Linked DNA regions of Bos taurus: region 1 is linked to region 2. Evidence: chromatin contacts called from public Hi-C data. All regions are on one chromosome and are shown on one strand. The core of a region is the stretch at or near the end of the contact, and the rest is flanking DNA. Distances in the headings are between cores, read along the strand shown.

Region 1 (5,957 bases), core at 410-2,909, 58 kb after region 2:
TTAGTTAGGAAAGGAATGTTCTTTAGAATCAGAAAGAATACACAATACATAACATTTTAAAAGCTGAGAAATACTTCAAATCTCACATAATTCAGAAAACTGACATAAAGTTTTGTTAACTGCCTGACAAACTCCTATAACACATTTTTCCCCCCTACAATTTTTGGCTGCAGATGCTTTGCCTGCCTTTTCATATGACAACAATCTTGTAATATCATTTTCTAGCAAGAGGATAGAAAAATAATTCATGCTGATTTTCTTTTAGTTTGGTAGATGGAAATTTGTTTTTCATTGATAGTTTAGAAGTTTCAGCTTTGCAATTTGTTATTAATGCTGTGTACATTTTTAGGACCACTGTCAAATTTCGGGAAACCTCTGTCAAGTTTCTTTCCTATAAAAGCTGTACATTTTCTGGGCAAATCAGGGTCTCATATTCAGAGACCCATCTTGCTCTGAAATGACAATACTCAGTCAACTTGATGTCAGTGTCTTGTAAAGATCTATTATGAGATTTGTGTTATTTTTGTCAGTGTCAGTATTTTGATCAAGTCGGCAAGAAACTTAATTTTCCTCCAGTGTGTTCATATACATCACTTCTTCTCATTAAGTATATTATTAATCTCCAAACCCATATATTGCCTCTATTCAAATTTTCTCTTTCTCTTTTGGTATGATCTGAAAAAAAATTTGTTACAATTTACTTCTCCATGCCAGAATTGTTTCTGTTGGTTACATATGGACATATTTGAAAATATTTTATAGAGGGAGTTTGCAATTGTATTCACTGCATTATTGATGATAACTCGAAACAGGAAAAACTTCCGTTTTGAGCTGCTCATAAATTTAGGCATTTGATGATTGGAAGAATTTTCCAAATACCAGCTTCCGGCTCTGTACATTTCAAACCCTGTTTCTCCTCCTCCTCCTCCCACATCCCAGCTGCTCTAGTGCTCAGTGTCATGATGGCAGGTGGGCAGTGGGATTATTCCTGGAAGTCATTCCTACCCCAGGATGGCCAGTAATAACTATCTATGTAAACAGTTCCCATTAAGGCCACAGTAAAATGTACCCCCAACTCAACTTGCTCTCAGGCAGCTTCTAATGCTTCAGGACCCGAGGGGAAGTGTGACAGAGTCAGGGTGAGGAGAGAGCCATCTTTACCTATTACGATTCAATACAGATCTTAACTAATTTGCAGTTCATTCCTGCAAATGGTACCAACACATAGGACCAGGTGGATCCATTTCTGGCCGCGCCCCCAACCCCCACCCCTACCCCCTCCAAGAGTCCTCTGCTAATGAGGGGCTCTGCCGCTTAAGCTCTGTGTAGGTACCAGCCTGTGAGGGGTTTTTGTTGTTGCTTTGAATTGACAAAAGCGGCAGCAGAATACCAAAGGGCCGACTCCGGAAGCCTTGGATTTGTGTCTCTCTGTGACCTTGAACGGGTTGTTCCCCTCTCCGTCCGCCTCGGTTCCCCCATTTCCCAGCCTACCACGCGCGAAGGGCCTCCTTGCGCCCACCCGGTCCCGGTCCCCTGCCGTGTCAGCACGCGGCCGCTAGAGGGCACCATAGGCCCGTCTCAGAGCTGGGGAGGCCAGGCGACTGGGCCCGGTTGCCAAGGCGACGGCGGCGGCCGTCTAGCCCCTGCTGGCTCAGCTCCGCCTTCTTAGATGCTTTACGCAACCAATCACGAATCGTGCTCCATGGGAAACGTCGGCTCCCACGGAAAGCTGGTAAAGTGGGCAGGGCCTCGCGCAGACTCCGTTTGGCTTTGAATGGCCGCTCGCGATACGACAGGAGCTTTAGAGAATAGGCGGGTTCCGTGACGGGCAAAGTGCTGTGATCCCTGCCGTGGCCCTCCCTGCCACCAGGGGGCTTTGTCACCCCTCAGGCTCATTTCACTCACAGGACACTCCTTGATTTGAGGTGTCTGGGACGGGGAGGGGCTGATCTGTAAGAGATCTGTGACGGACTGGACCACCAATGAGAGAGCAAGGCTCCCGGCCTCCTAGGCGGCTGCTCTTCCGGCTCCGGTCCTGGAGGGCCTGTGTTGGTGGCACTGCCCTGGGCTAGGTGGTAGGGTCTGATGGCGTCCGCAGAGCCATTTGGAGGTCAGGTCATGCACCCGCAGAGGAGCCCATCCTGCCGTGTGGCCCTTTTGCAGGGTGATGGGCATTGCTCAACGAAAGGTCGCAAGAGATTTTGTCTTTCATCCCTGGGCCTGAGGCATGCGAGGGGGCTCTGAGCCCCCCTCCCATGTCTGGGTAGAAAGGGTCGGGGTGAGGAGGCAGAAGCAAAGGATGTAGGTGAGAAAATCGATCTGCCTAACACAACAGTTGTCTGTCCCCACGAGTGAACCCTGGGATAGCCCTGGTCCATGGTGATGTGGAATTCCTTTGTGGCTTAGTGCAGGGCTCAATTTAAATCGATACTTATTTATCGATTTAATAGAGGGGAGGGGGAGGATAGATGGCAGAAAGGGTCAGCCAAACAAAGAGGGTACAGGAGGTTGTGCAAGGAACCAGTGCATACCCAGCAGTGGGAGTAGGGGTGTGTGTAAGAGCTCCTTGTAACCACAAGGGGGTGGAGTGGAGGCGAAGCCTATGTAGTGTGTGTGTGTGTTAAAATACACATAACATAAAAGTCACCATTTTAACAATTTGGGTGGTGTTTTTTTTTTTTTTTGCCCACTCTCTATGGCTGCAGGATCTTAGTTCCCCAACTAGGGATTGAACCCTGGCCCTCAGCAGTGAATGTGCAGTCTTAACCACTGGACTGCCAGGGAATTCCCAACAATTTTTAAAGTATACAATTCAGTAGCATTTAATACATTCACAGTGTTGTGCAACTATCAACATTGTCTAGTTCCAAACATTTTCATCACCCCAAAAGGAAACCCTCACCCGTTAGCAGTCACTCCCTATCCCTTCCCAGCCCCTGGCAACTACTAATCTAATCTGTGAATTTGCCAGTGCTGGGCATTTCGTGTAGATGGAATCATACAATGTACGGTCTTAGCGTCTGGCTTCTTTGACTCAGCATGATATTTCCAAAGTTCATCTACGTTATAGCAGGTATTTAGTACTTAATTCCTTTTTATGGCCAAATAATATCCTGTTGTGCAGATAGACCACATTTTGTGAATCCATTTAGCTGTTGATGAGCACTTGCAGTTTTTGCCTTTTGGTGACTGGGAACGGAAGCACATGTACAATTACATCTGCGTCTTCCTGTCCTCTGTGGGCCTCTCTGGGTGCAGCTCTCTCTGAATGTTGGGCCGTGAGCAGGTCTTCTGGCATCTACCCCCCCTCCTCCCTGACCCCAGCCCAGGGAAACTGTGTGTGGTCTGGGGGAGCTTGGACTCGTCAGTCACCACCTCAAACAGAGAGGGTTCACTGGAGTTATTTTGTTTCCTCTCAGGGGCTAGGCCTTTACAACTCAGACACCAGAATCTGCTTCTTTTTCTGTTCTCTGCTAATATCAATACATCCATAAAGCAGAGAATAAGACTGGTCTGGTTGCTGCCACAATGAAAGGGTGGAAGAGCTAGGGACAAAGGAAAAATACTAAAAGGTGGGAGGACATGGGGTAACAAAGGAGTCAGTTCGAAAATACAACCCCGCATACTTTCATTTTTACTTACTCTCTTGATAACATGTACACGTGATTGGAGGGTGGGACATGGGGGTCACAGCCCAGGAAAATGCAGATGGGAAGTCAGGAGGGGCTCTCTTCTGCTGCAGCAGGGTCAGTGTGCCCAGACCCTGATATGAAGCAGGAAGAGGGGAGGCTGCATGTGTATGTGGAGCAGGGGGGCAACCCCACCTGGACAAGTAGAACCAGGGAGTCCTTTGCCAAGTGAGATGGGTAAATTGTGATCACCGGTCCTGGAAAAGGTTGCCAATGGGCCTCTGTAGGGGGACTCTCTCCCCAAATCCACAAAGTACACACGCAGAGAATCCTCCCTAGGCTTGTGAATCAGCAAACAAACCGTGTCAATCTAGGATTTTAATGGCCTAGGATCCTTTGATGTATCAGGTCCTCTTTTTTTTTTTTTTTAAAGTTGCTCAGTCTTATCCAACTCTTTTGCCACCCTATGGACTATAGCCACGAGGCTTCTCTGTCCATGGGATTTCCCAGGCAAGAATACCGGCGTGGGTTGCCATGCCCTCCTTCAGGGGATCTTCCTGTCCCAGGGATTAAACCTTATTTGTCAGGTGGGTTCTTTACCACAAGCACCACCTGGGTTTGCAAGATTCTGAATCAGCTGTTCCACTGAACACAAGCAGCCCCACTAACTCACTGCAGTTGGGATTCAGCGTTTACTGAGATGTCCTGGATGAGCTGCTCTCAGATTCCCAGGTTTCACTTATTTTTATTTTAAAGGAGACCAACATCCCATGGACAGAGGAGCCTGGCAGGCTACGGTCCACAGGATCAAAAAGAATTGGACAGGACTTGGCACACAGCACAACAGTGGTTTGCCAACTTTTTTTCTTCTTTAGATCCTTCTTTGTTGTCGTTTAAATGGAAGTAAGCACTTCTCTGGTGGTTCAGTGGTTAAGATTCCCTGTTTCCAATGTAGGAGGCATGTGTTCGATCCCTGGTTGGGGAACTAAGATCCCACATGCTGTGCAGCATGGTAAAAATTTTTTTCAGTTAAAATATTAAAAAAAAAAAAAAAACAAATAGAAGTATAGTTGATTTATAGTGTTGTTAGTTTCTGGTATAGTCTTCCCTGGTGGCTCAGACAGTAAACGCTCTGCCTGCAATGCAGGAGACCCAGGGTTTAATCCCTGGGTTGCGAAGATCCCCTGGAGAAGGAAATGGGAACTCGCGCCAGTATTCTTGCTTGGAGAATTCTATGGACAGAGGAGCCTGATAGGCTGTAGTTCATGGGGTCGCAAAGAGTCAGACACGACTGAGCACCTAACACTTCTTTTTGGTATATAGCAAAGTGATTCTGTTACATATATGTATATATGTATTTCTTTTTCAGATTCTTTTCCGTTATAATTCATTATAAGACACTATATATAGTTCCCTATGCTATATAGTAGGACCTTGTTGTTTATTTTATATATAATGGTGCATATATATTAATCCCAAAATTTCTAATTTATCCCTATTTCCTCATCCCCTCTTTGGTAACCATAAAGTTTGTTTTCGATGACTGTGGGTAGGTTTTGTAAATAAGTCCACGTGTATCATTTTTGAGAGTCCACATATAAGTGATATGTGGTATTTGTCTTTCTCTAACTTCCTTCACTTAGTTTGATCTCTAGGTCCATGCCTGTTGCTGCAAATGGCTTTATTTCATTCTTTTATATGCTGAGTAATATTCCATTGTATATATGAACCGTATCTTTATCTGTTCATCTGTCGATGGACATTCTGGTTGTTTTCGTGTCTTGGCTTTTGTAAATAGTGCTGTAATGAACATTGGGGTACATGAATCTTTTCAAATTAGTTTTCTCCAGATATTTGTGCAGGAGTGGGGTTGCTGGATCATATGGTAACTCTGTTTCTAGTTTTTTAGGGAACCTCTGTGTTTTCCATAGTGCCTGCACCAATTTATATTCCCACCAACGGTGTAGGAGGGTTCCCCTTTCTTCAAACCCTCTCCAGCATTTATTATTTCTAGACTGTTTAATGATGGCCATTCTGACCAGTGTGAGGTGATACCTCGTAGTTTTGATTTGCATTTCTCTCATTTGCACTTCTAATTAGAAGTGTTGATTAACATCTAATAAAAAACATGGTGAACATCTTTTCATATGCTTATAGGCCATCTGTATGTCTTCTCTGGAGAAAGAACGAGCCTTCTGCCCATTTTTTGTTTGAGATGTTTGTTTTTTTGTTATTAAGTTGTATGAGCTATTTGTATATTTTGAAAATTAAGCCCATGTTGCTCAAATTGTTTGCAAATATTTTCTCCTAGTCTGTCGGTTGCCTTTT
Region 2 (6,427 bases), core at 3,387-5,886:
TCAGACCCTGAGGTGTCTCACTTTCCCTAAGCTCCAATTTTTAAATGCAGCAATAATTAAGTATACCAAGTTGCTCAAAAAACTTACCTTTAGTAGCTTCTCTGTTCCTTAAGTGAGGAGGAATATAGCGCCCTTCTAAAAGAAATGACAAAGTTAAATTTCACATTCCAAAAAACTTAAAAGCTTTTTACCAATATTTGTGATGCTAAAAAAGTCCTGGAAAGAAAAAATTTGAATCTCTAGTCTTCTAGTCTGGTCTACTTCTATTTTAAATAAGTTACTGCTTTAATAAGATGAATTTTAAAAGGGGAAGGAGAACAGATTTGAATTGAATTGGAACCTAGTAGTTGAAATCTACAAATAAATTTAATTTGCCACTAGTGGTCAATTTAACACACTATTTTTACAACGTCTGCTAGGATTTCAGAGAATTGTCATAAATAACAAGAGTTGCAGCATTGTTACTACAATAATCTAGCAAACACATAACAAAAATATTAACAAGTCTCTTACAGAGCATAAGTTATTACTGTAACAACCTAAATCGTGTATCTAGTCACTAAGCTTTTTTGTTCCTGCTCTGGTTAAATCCAAAACATATGTACGTACGTAATATGGGAAAAGCTGCAGAGTGAAATGATTTCAACTAATTGTGGGTTTTGAGACTTGCACTGTTTAACGACAGTCAACTGTTGTTCTGTATGCAAATAAAAACACAGCCTAGACTATAGGTGAGAACAAAAGCAAGTAATATATATACAACTAAGTAACATCAACTTGCTTTATTACTAGTTAATCTGCAATTTAACCTCTTCACTTCTGGGTTGAATTAAATATTAAAGATCTCCATTAGAATGGTCAATTACTAAAAGATTCTTAGCCTGACAAAGTGAAATTTAAAACAAATACCAAGTAACTGTGCCCAGTGAGGCCCGTCCTGCCTAAAAATAAACATCCCTTAACTATGCAATAAACAGAGCTTGAAGAAACAGTGCTTTCAGACATTAACACACTCAATATACATATTACATTTTTTCTTTCGGTTAATTCAATAGGAAGAGATCTGAGCTGAAGCAGGTCTACTGCCAATAATAAACCACCCAAGAGCCCCTACACCTTAATCTTTACCATGCCTCAAAAAAAAACCCTTTCAAGAGAAAAAAACTTCTTTTCAAAAAAAAAAAAAACAATTCTGAATTTAAAATCCTAACCACCACTTCAAGATTCATTATAGCTTTGTTCTATTAGTAATTCTCATGTTTTTCATGGGAAAGGAGTGGCTGTACCTGATCAATGTGAATATTCTCTGTATTCAGTTTAATTCCAGTAAATTCACTCTTAATAGTGAAATGTACATTCCCACCACCTTTTAGCTGTGTTCAGGATTCATAATGGACATAATCAAACTCTATAATTTGTGTGTTGTATAAGGTCCTTAACGATTTTTTTCACTCAAGAAAACTCCTTCTCATCAAAAGACCCAACGCTACCCACATTCTTTACACAGTAAAAACTGGAAAAGAAATTTCTAAATTTTAAATAAATCCAATGAAACATTAAGTTATTATGGTTTTAATACTCAAGTAACAACACTGTAAATCAACTATATTCTGACAATTTTTTTAAAAAGCTCTAATATTCAGTAAATGCATAAAATATTTTACTTACTGCTGGCTGTACTTCCTCCACTCTGATTATCTGAAGAGTTCAGGTCTAGGCCAGCAAACTAGAAGAGAGTTAAATTTTGGTTAGCAGCCCATGCGCAGAAACATTACACTAAAGGAAAACTTAATGGAACTCTTAAGGAGAATGTGACTAAGAATGTGAGCAAACGCAAAATACTACAGTACTACAGGATACACTGCAGAAGGTACCTAACCAAGATGGTGGCGCTATCCAGGAGAAACCGGGTCCAAATTCATAATCAAAATGAATTTTCCCTGTAACTTTTTCCATTGTAAAAGTTCAAAAAATTTAAATTATTTTAAAATGTCAAGTAGTCAGTGGATTTATTTTAGCTCCAAACATTTGGAGATGTTTTCTACTTGGAATTATTCTAAACCTACAGAGCACACCTGAAAAATATTCAGAACAAAACTTGTATCGACCATTTCTTAGCTTTCATTTCTAAATACTGCAACTAGAGTACCACGCTTCAGAACAAAAATTTACAATATAACCACTACACAACCATATTAAGTAGGTACCAATGTATTTTTCCATTTTCACAGTTAAGCTGAGAACACTTCGGACATAAATGGCACGTTTTACTGCCTTTTATCTCCATTTCTACCCATCCCTTTACACTGTTAACTTAAAGCCTCAACATTCTAAAAAAAGCGCTTCATCGAATTCTGTAATGACTAAACAAACTATTTACAAGCAACGAGGAGGGAACTATGTGCCAAAAGCAGTATTTCATTAAAAAAAAAAAAAATGTAACCAGCCACACGGCACTATTGCCACGTGTTTCCAATAAAGCACAACGTTTAAGTCCTCTGTTAAAAGCTTAAAATTATATACTGTCAAGTTGCAAGCATCAATGTAATCATTGAAAACTGGAAGATGCTAAATCTTAAAGAAAAAAATGAATACGGTAACACTTTGGAGGCAGCTCGTTTCCTAACTTCTATTAACAAAACACTGCGGTGTTTTCTCTGCACGATTGTTCTCAGCAACAGACTAATACTTTAAGGCACAAAAACTTCCTTTTTGTACTTATTGCAGTACGTTTTGTTATTAATTTTACACTTGGCAAAATGAACTACGTAGAGCACTTTAAATGCTACTGTAAATTGCTAAGGTGACATTAATGCAATTTTCTCAGTTGTGAATTTGCTTGCTGCTTAATTCTAACGACTGCGTGTATTTTTTTCCAATTATTTCGATTTCAAATTTTACTTCTGCTTATAATCTTAAATAGGTGCCGGCACCACATATATGTTAAATTTTAAAACTGGGGATTGGCCATGTTCTTGATAACCAGATTTTTTCTTCATGTCTCTGCTCCATTTAACACGGAACATGTCAGCATTTGGAAGATTTATTCTGATTCGTTAATGGAAAAAATGCTCTCCCCCAGATAGCCGAGTCCCTAAAAAATACCACACACGACTGAAAATCTATTAACAATTCATTTGTGTCACTCAAGTTCGTTTCAGAATTCTGGAGCTCGCGGTACGCAGAAGTTTACTTAAAAAGCAACAAAACATCAATTGAAGAGCTTTTCTGAAGCGTGGTGCCACTGTTGCTGAGGGATGCAGACTTCTGCCATCTCCACCCAGAACCCCTCCTCTGCGATCACGCGCCCTCCCGTCCTCTACCTCTAAACCCTTACAAGAGGGGTTCCAATTAGACGACAAATCCGGGGCCTCTGACCGATTTCAAAATTTTCACAAGCAGCAACAAGTCACCAACAAAATTCCTTATTTCTTCCCAAGCTACATTCCAGGCGTTTTTTCCCAGGCCGAGCCCCGCACCAAACGTCCCCAACCTGAGGACACTGGTACACTCCGTGGTTATCTCCCAAAACGACGCGTGGCTCGGAGCAAAATGTCCATACTGACTATTGCGAACACGTGAGGCGGAGCCGGCCGTGCCGGGTCGCTAACCTCCTCGCCGCGTTCCACCTCGATCTCCAGAGCCCGGCGCCACCGCGCAGCGGCCCATTCCTCCCTCCTCTCCATCCTCCGCCCGCGCCCCCCCCACTCCTCCTCGAATCTTCTGCGTCACAAAACTTTCCACTCCGGAAACGCGGCCTCGCGGGCCACGGAGCCGAGGCTGCGGAAACCGGGCTGGAGCGAAAAAAAAGCCCCGGGGAAGGAAGCCCTGGAAGAACAAGATGCCCATCCATCCCCGTTTCCGGGCCCTCGGCGGCCCGTCTTTCCCCGCTCGGGGGGCGCAGCGCCGCCCAGCCACCCGACACCACACAAAGGAGGCCGCCGCCATTACCCCGAGCGAAGGCCACCCCCCGCACCGCCCCCTCCCACATTCCAGGGCCGCGTTCCACCTCCCGCTCACACGCGCGTGCACACAACACAGACACGCCAACGCCGCCTGGGTCTCCGACAAGAATCCGAGCCGCGCACGCCCTAACTCTCAGGGCCATAAAGGTCCCCTTTCGCGAACCTCCGCGCCGCGCCCCTCCCCCGCCCGCAACACCCATGGGTCACAAGTCAAGTCGAGGTTCGCGCGTGCGCGCCTCCGCGAGAACGCGCGCCCCCTCCCCCTCCGCCCGCCTGCGCACGCACACACAAAAGCCGCCATTGTGCTCTGCCCGGGGACAATACCGCCGGCCAAGCTGGGGCCCCTGCGACAGCCACAATCAGCATTCCCGTCACCTTCCCGTTCCCCCACAGCCCCGGGGCACTGACACTCGTTAGCCTAAGGGACCCAGAAAATTGGAACTTAGGGTACCAGGTAGCACTGCGCCACAAACCAGGTTAGATCGGGGGAGAGATTCCTGCAGCAACAATCCCGGTAGGCTCCTTGCGGCTCACCTGCTGGTCCAGCCCGAGCGCATTTTCCACCGCCACATGACTCATCCCTGAAGAGTACCGAGAACTCGGAGTCTTCCGCTGCTGAGCTAATGTGTTGGGTTCACCGCGAAGGCCCTCTCACGGGAGAACTGCGGCTCTGAAATGCACGGCGCGGCCACGGATCTAATATACCCGCTCGAGTGACTGCTACGTCAGCACGTACGACGTGTGCCCGCCCTCTCACACCCGCACTCCTCCCGCCGCTACGACTTTTGCCTAGCTACTGCGCGCTCGTTTAGTCCTAACCTCGCGGGATTTCCTAGTCGGTCGCGTCTGCGGCTCGTCGTCCTACCTTGGAACTCAGCGCTAAATGCTGTCCTAGATCGCTTGAGTGCAACTTCCCCTGTCCTCCGCTATTACCTTTTCTCAAGCCTGGGAGGTCTCGAGATCTCGCGAGACCTCATCCCCTCCCATTTTCCGCCAGCTAGGAGACCTTAAAATATAACCTAGACCTTTTTCCCCTTTTTTTCCCAACGTCCTCAGTTTTCACTGTTCCTTTCTTTCTAGGGAGCACTCTTTCCTTCTCTCTCAGTCCCCTAGACTTTGAAAGGTTGTGCGATTTCTCCAAACTAATCAGCCCACGTAGTTTCCCGGGCAGAAGCCCCGAGATCCAAGTTTGGCAATGAGGGGCCCGAAGCCCAGGGGGACAGGGGGTCACGTGGCCGCAGGTGCCAAATGCGGAGGCCATTTTGTGGAGCAGGAAACCGTGGTTTTAAAATAGAGTGCTCGGAATCGGGGGGAGAAGAGGGGAAAGAGGGAGGGAGGAGACGGGAAGAGGAGCAGGGGAGAGGAGAAGGGGGGAGGGGGAAAGAGGAAGGAGGAGGGAAGAGGGCGTGATGGTGACGGGGCGTTGGGGGGAGGGAGAAGTGGAGGGGCGCTGGCGGCGCGCACGGGTGGTGGGACACTAGTTGCCTAGGCAGCGGGTGCGCCGCCTAGGAATGCCATAGCCCCTTGGTTCCCACACACACCTCCGACTCCCCCACCAAGAGAGCGCGCTCTGGCGCGCGCGTCCCCGCCCCCCGCAGTTAAGAAACAATGAGACAATCGCTGTGAACACGAGCGGGTGGTAGCGCACCCTCTTGGGACCCCCGCCCTCCGCCGGCACCACGGCTCCATTAGGCCGTAGGTTTCCTACTGCGGGGCGTCCAATGGCTCAGGGCCGATGGCCACCACCGGTGCGGTGCTGCTTCCCTCAAAGCCAGAGGACTCTGGGGATGGAGAGCCGTTCTCCTAGGGAGTCGGAGGCGTTTGTGGTTGGGCGCAATCTGGGCCTCCCGAAGAAAGTCTACCGCATCATCGGTCTGGGTTCAGGGTGACCCCGGGCCACTGCGGTGGATGGGGAATGGCCGGAATGGGTCGGAGGCACCCCTTATGCTCCCCACTCCTAAGCAGGCGACCTCCGGTCCCAACCTCAGTGCCACAGAACCTTAAATAGAAGAAAATGTGTTGACTAGTGAATCCCTGGCTTTAAGCGAGCGGCGGCACATACATGGTTCTTAGAAACGTTTTTCTCTTTTCTGACCCTCAGCCTGACAGAATTAAATAATATACAGGGTTTCCAACCATCCCCCAAAGGATCTGCTGCCAGAATTCAAACAGCTCGTTCACATCACGTACTTTTGCTTTTCTCTTCCAATTTTTAAAATTTAAACAAATTCTAACGAGATAGGGAGATAAAATAACACTTCTGTCCTGGGCAAGTTGCTTAACTGCTTTAGGTTTCGATTTCCTCTATAAAAGGAGTTGGACTTTTATGACATGACCCCGTGAAAGACCAAATTCCTTTTTATAACAACTGTTTGGTAATGTCCCCTTTAACCAAATAGTACACCACAGATAATATAACCTAACTTAACAACACACAATTTCAAAAAACACGACCTAACTGG

The links. A called contact is a pair of places that touch in the nucleus more often than the background predicts.
Region 1: a Hi-C map of an unstated tissue shows a contact between it and region 2, with 9 times the contacts expected there. The contact joins the enhancer-like site here to the promoter of DDX3X in region 2. A contact is called at or near these places in 2 of 11 Hi-C or Micro-C datasets (skin fibroblasts and an unstated tissue).

What each region holds. Positions count from the first base shown.
Region 1 is chrX:102,288,987-102,294,943 of ARS-UCD2.0, forward strand. No RefSeq gene overlaps it. Among named protein-coding and RNA genes, the nearest start is that of TRNAG-CCC, 39 kb to the left of the region's middle. Within about 2 kb of position 1,660, at least 70 of the 102 cell types and tissues checked have an H3K27ac peak or open chromatin away from gene starts, as enhancers often do.
Region 2 is chrX:102,227,679-102,234,105 of ARS-UCD2.0, forward strand. It overlaps DDX3X (DEAD-box helicase 3 X-linked), which reads right to left and starts at 4,637. Exons shown (of 17, transcript NM_001192962.1): 1 at 4,500-4,637; 2 at 1,669-1,726; 3 at 88-135. The coding sequence starts at 4,544.